2 separate regions of the Sus scrofa genome follow, and region 1 is linked to region 2. The links are chromatin contacts, called in public Hi-C maps. All regions are on one chromosome and are shown on one strand. The core of a region is the stretch at or near the end of the contact, and the rest is flanking DNA. Distances in the headings are between cores, read along the strand shown. Region 1 has its middle 22 kb from the start of FEM1B. Region 2 has its middle 14 kb from the start of FEM1B.

Evidence for each region. A called contact is a pair of places that touch in the nucleus more often than the background predicts.
Region 1: a contact with region 2 is called in a Hi-C map of omental adipose tissue, with 2.1 times the contacts expected there. The contact joins two enhancer-like sites. A contact is called at or near these places in 1 of 5 promoter capture datasets (liver), 24 of 47 Hi-C or Micro-C datasets (alveolar macrophages, blood, brain and 12 more) and 2 of 2 datasets of contacts at active chromatin or transcription factors (alveolar macrophages and skeletal muscle).

The regions. Positions count from the first base shown.
Region 1 is chr1:166,181,712-166,184,411 of Sscrofa11.1, forward strand. No RefSeq gene overlaps it. Among named protein-coding and RNA genes, the nearest start is that of FEM1B, 22 kb to the left of the region's middle. Within about 2 kb of position 1,325, at least 19 of the 83 cell types and tissues checked have an H3K27ac peak or open chromatin away from gene starts, as enhancers often do. A contact at or near this core is called in omental adipose tissue, retroperitoneal adipose tissue and subcutaneous adipose tissue, where this site is marked.
Region 2 is chr1:166,146,210-166,148,909 of Sscrofa11.1, forward strand. No RefSeq gene overlaps it. Among named protein-coding and RNA genes, the nearest start is that of FEM1B, 14 kb to the right of the region's middle. Within about 2 kb of position 1,437, at least 42 of the 83 cell types and tissues checked have an H3K27ac peak or open chromatin away from gene starts, as enhancers often do. A contact at or near this core is called in omental adipose tissue, retroperitoneal adipose tissue and subcutaneous adipose tissue, where this site is marked.

The sequences.
Region 1 (2,700 bases), core at 75-2,574, 35 kb after region 2:
AACAAATTTGTGGTTGCCAAGGGGGATGGAGGAGGGAGTGGGATGGACTGGGAGTTATTAGATACAAACTATTACATTTAGAATGGACAAACAATAAGGTCCTACTGTACAGAGCAGGGAACTATATCCAATCTTCTGGGATAGACCATGATGAAAAATAACAAAATGAAGAATGTATATATGACTAAGTCACTTTGCTCTACAGCAGAAATTGGCACAACACTGTAAATCAACTATACAATAATTTTTTTAAAAAGTAACACCCAGACTAAAGAAAATGCTGGCAGTAATACATTTCATCAGATACTTAATCTGGAAATTTTCAGTATGAATGCAAATTTCAGGTAGCTCACAAAATCTTAACTTTTTGGCCAGCTTAGAAAAAATTATGTTATTCTAATTTGGCTGTGGTTTGTAAATTTGATGTGTGCTCAGTTCTGGCTATGGTTTGCTTCTGCCTCATCTAGTGGGAACAAACTTGGAAATTCGTGCTTATTGAGCACCTACTGTGTATCAGACACTATACCAGGGATGTGCATGCCGAAAGAATGATTCTCTGCCCTCGATAAGCTTGTTGTCCAGGTGGATGCCCTTATTTGAAATCTGATTTTCTATTTTTCCTGAGATTTTAATTTTAAAAGTTTATGATGTTACCTTTGAACTATGGCTTGGGCCACCTCCTGAAAATGTTTCAGAAAACTACTATCATTTTTTATGTAGTACTAGGGAGCCAGGAACAAAGAACATGCAGGACTGATTGGAAAGGATGAGTCCTTAGGGCATGGTGTCCTGTGCCTATCTCTGTTATTTAAAAAAAATATTTTTTCTGCTTATACCCTACTTTGAGCCTCTTGAATTGGCTAGGTACATTTCAGTCTGTATCTTATTGAAAAGCTTCCGAGGCCAGGTGCCAGGCTTCTAGCCCTCCCTTCACACTAGAGCAGCAAAGCTCCTGTTCCGGTTTCAGTTTCCGTTTGGAACATGCTGTCCTACTTCAGTGTGATGTCGAAGCTAGTGGAATAGATAGTGATACAAAAAACACCCTGCAGATTTAATGGGGTCGATTAAGCTTGACTGTCCTTTGAGAGGAATCTAGTTGACATTAATACTAATAGAAGGATAATTTGGAGGGACTTTTTTTTTTTTTTTTAAAGGGTAAGAAGTAGTGGAGAATAAAGGGCAACATGACATTAGCTGAAGGTAAAAACAAAGGCCAGTGTGGTGAAAACAGGACATTCACTTCTAATGGCTGTACTGTCACTCAGGGCGTATCTGGTGGTGGAGAAACCTGGCCACTTGTTTGGGGAGAGGTGTGGTTGCGGTGAGTCACTATGCCGGAAAAATAGCACAATGAAGCCAGGTGCTTCTGTTACAGGCTGCCCGGCATCTTAAGGCTTAAAGTCCAAAGTCTAGTGTCTTATTTGGGGAGTGTATGGATGCTAAAAGCTCCTGAGTACGGATGGAGAGAGCAACTTGTTTTTTCAAGACCTAGGAAAGGCGACTTCCACGTCTCATGGGAGCTTGTCCACATTTCCCTGAGAAGAGTTATTCTCCCTCTGTTGTGGTTGTGTTAGCACTTTGCCCCCTTCACCTGATACCCACCTGTTAAGAAATACCACCTTCCTTAACGAAAACCCAGAAGCTCTACTGTTGGCCCTGGAAGGATGTCCCATGGGGGTCTTGACTGATTACTGCTGCCACCAAGATAGGCTGAAAAGGCAGCTGGGAAAGGCCAGCTGTGAGAAACTGATGTGGAAGTCTAGAGAATAACAGAATCTAATGGCCCTAGATTTTGCTGCTTCTATACGCTTAATGTGCTTAAGATCATCTCACAGGATTGGACCTGCGGATGGGGTAGAATGTGGCCTGTGTTTCTGATTTAGGTAGCCCTGGGACCCCACTTTGAGAAGCTCAGCCCTGGAGAGATCCTCGGCTTTAAGAGGCACACTTGGCCATCCAAGCTCTCGCGCCCACACCATCTGATGCCAGAAAGAAGTGCTCTTACCTGGATTCCTTCTTCTCAGCTCTCAGCCGACTGGCACTGAGGGATGCTGTAATTGATATGCTCTTCCCCACAGAACACCAGACGATGGCACAAGGGCCTGAAGCCTCTCTCGAATCTACCCAAGGTGTGCCCTTCGGCTTCTGTATCTTCTCTGAGGGCCGGTGCCCCTCCGGCATAGGGCTCACCATTTCAGTCAACAGAGAGACCCCCCCAGAACCTCCTGCACCTCTCAGTTCACGGCTCCTTGTTGGAGGTCTTTCCCTTCTATAGACAGAGAGCCTAGAACTGAAGAAATCCTGACCAAACTCTAGAAGCACCTTGCTGTGGGTAACTTGGTTTGCAGTCAGACCTCGGCCCAGGCCCGCCGTCCTCCTGCGCACTGGCTGCAGAACTGCCTTAGTACCACGGCCCCACCTGGAAGTCGGCGCAGCTGTTCGGAGTAGTGTCCAGTACCAGCTGATGATGCTTTTAAAAGACTGAATCGGGAGTTCCCGTCGTGGCGCAGTGGATAACGAATCCGACTGGGAACCATGAGGTTGCGGGTTCGGTCCCTGCCCTTGCTCAGTGGGTTAACGATCCGGCGTTGCCGTGAGCTGTGGTGTAGGTTGCAGACGCGGCTTGGATCGCGGTTGCTGTGGCTCTGGCGTAGGCTGGCGGCTACAGCTCCGATTCGACCCCTAGCCTGGGAACCTCCA
Region 2 (2,700 bases), core at 187-2,686:
AAAAGCAAAAAAGCAAAAAAAAAAAAAAAAAAATCAAGAAAATGATCAATATCAACTTCAAGATAGCATTACCTCTGGTGAGTAGGTAGGATAAAATAGAAAAAAGGCATACAGGTGAATGTATCAATAGGCAATTTTCTAGTTCTCAAGTTGGATGGTTTGTTTCCAGTTGTTTATTTTAATGTTGCATTTATTATTTTGATGTATCAAATAATGCTCGGTATATGATTAAAAAGTGGCCTGTAGTTTCTTCCTTTCACCACTACATGGCAGGCAAGTCCTTCAGTAAAGTAACTCTTGACTGGGAAAGGAAAATGGAACTGTACCTAATGGCTGTGTTCTAGTAGCGTTCAGTTTCCCCTACAGGAGCATATGTAAAACAGGGCTTTTTGTTCTGAGTGTTTACATGCATAACCAGGGCAGTTCAGGGGCACCTTACTCTGACGTGGATCTTGCAGCCCTGTGGCCAGGTTTGGTTTTTTTTTTTCCCTTTCTTTTTGCCTATGTAACCATCTTTGCAAACTTAAAAGTATATCTGCTTAAATGCTGATTTTTATTTCTCAGAACTTTTCAATTATTTTCCAAGGTGTTCATTCCTAAAATAACAACATGGAACATGCGGTTGGTTATTTGGCTTCTTTCTTGGCAATGGACACATCTAAATTCTCCTTCTAATGTGTATTGACTACTGGCTGTTTTTGCTGTTTGTTAGTGTTTTTTTGGCTATGCCCAAGGCATGTGGAAGTTCCTGGGCCAGGGATCGAATCTGTGCCACAGCAGCGACCCAAGCCACTGCAGTGACAATGCCAGATGATTAGGGACTGTTTTGTACCATTAGCATTATAACCACTGTATAATGAATTCTGGCTGGCACTGTTACATACAGGAATATTTTAAATTTGGTAGCAATGATAAAATAGCAATACCATAGTCACAATCATCATTACAATCACTCACAGGAATTCTGGTGCCAAATTTCACCAGTCACAGGAAGGGACTGACAAACATTGGTAGGTATTTCTGTTTCAGCAGCATATGTTATGTCACCAAGTGGCAATAGCACAAACCTTTCTCCAGCCACCCACTTCCATTTTCATGCTCTAGACCTGCCCTGTCCACTCCATCAGCCATTAGCCACATGCAGCAACTGAGTACTTGGAACTAGATATTTCCTAAACTATACACCAGATTTTGAGGACTTAGTATGAAGAGAAAAAGTAAAATGTCTCGGTAATTTTAATATTGATTGCATGTTGAGATGATAACATTTTGGATGTGTTAGGGTAAATAAAATATATTAAAATTAATCTCAGCTGGTTCTTCCTACCTTTTTAATTGGCTACTAGCACATTTAAAATTACATACGTGGATCGCATGTGTGTCTCACATTTTATTTCTATTGGACAGTGCAGCTCTAGAGGTTATCAACACTTGTGATCCTCACCTACCAAAGTCGGCTTCATTGGTGTGTGGCTGATGCAGTCAACACAGGGAGCCCCCATCTTCACAAGTGCTTCGCCTTTGATTTAATTCTCTGCTGTAACTGCCCTGAAATCCTTAATTGCTATTTTTGAATTTGCGTTTTAGAAGGAAAGCTCCCAGAACAATGGAATATGCGCTGGGGGGGCTGAAAGCCTTGGTTCATGCGTCTTCACGCCTTCAGTCAACTCCCGGTGTCCCTGCTCCTGCCCCGCGACTGCTGCCACCTTTGGTCTGCGTCACGGTTTTGGGCGCGGTTGTGGGAAAGGTCAGGGGTGTGATGGTGGCTATCCCGTCTCCGGGCTGACTGTGCAGGGTCTCTCGCCCACCTTGACCCAGGGGCGAGAGCGCCACCAACGCCGAGGTCGCAGAACCCTTGGGAGTCGCCTGTCTGCCCTGGTTTGGGGGGGTGGGATCTGGGGAAGGAGAGACACCTGGCCTGACGTCGCTAGACTCCTCCCACCAGGGCGCGGCGCTGTGGTCAGCTGCAGACGGGGACCGGACCCTGCAGCCCGAAGGGCTGAGCTCACTCGCAGCCTCGGGAAGGGATGCGCGCCAACGCGCAGCGGAAAGACGCTTGGCTAAAGCGCCTGAGAGCATCGGGAGCGCGCCCTAGTCTGGCTCCAACCTTGAGGGAGAATTGCGAGGACCGTTTCCTCCTTCCAGTCTTCTGTTTGTTTCTTCTGGACAGCTCAAGGCACCCCCTGGGGACAAAACGTAACTCACAAATTGTGTAATTTCTGTAATTGATTCCACGGGAGTCACTATGACGATTGAAATACTGTGATATTTGCATTTAGAACTGCCCTTGCACAATAGAAAGATGAATGGTAAAATTCACACTAATAATTACAACTTAAAATTGTAATTCACTTTACATTTTTAAATGATTAAAAAATTGAAGTTAAATTGTGGCAAAATAGACAAGGTAAAATTTACCATCTTAATTAACCATTTTAATTGTATAGCTCAGGAGTGTCAGGTATTTACATTGCTATGCAGCCAATCTCCAGAACTTTTCCATCTTGCAAAACTAAAGCTCTACCTGTCAAACATCAACTCTCCATTTCTTACCCTGGCAACCACCATTCTACTCTCTGTTTCTATGACTTTGACTGAAATCATGGAGCCTTTGTCTTTTTACAACTGGCTATTTCACTTAGCATAATGTCTTCAAGTTTCATCTATGTTGTAGTGTGTGTCAGAATGTCCTTCCTTGTT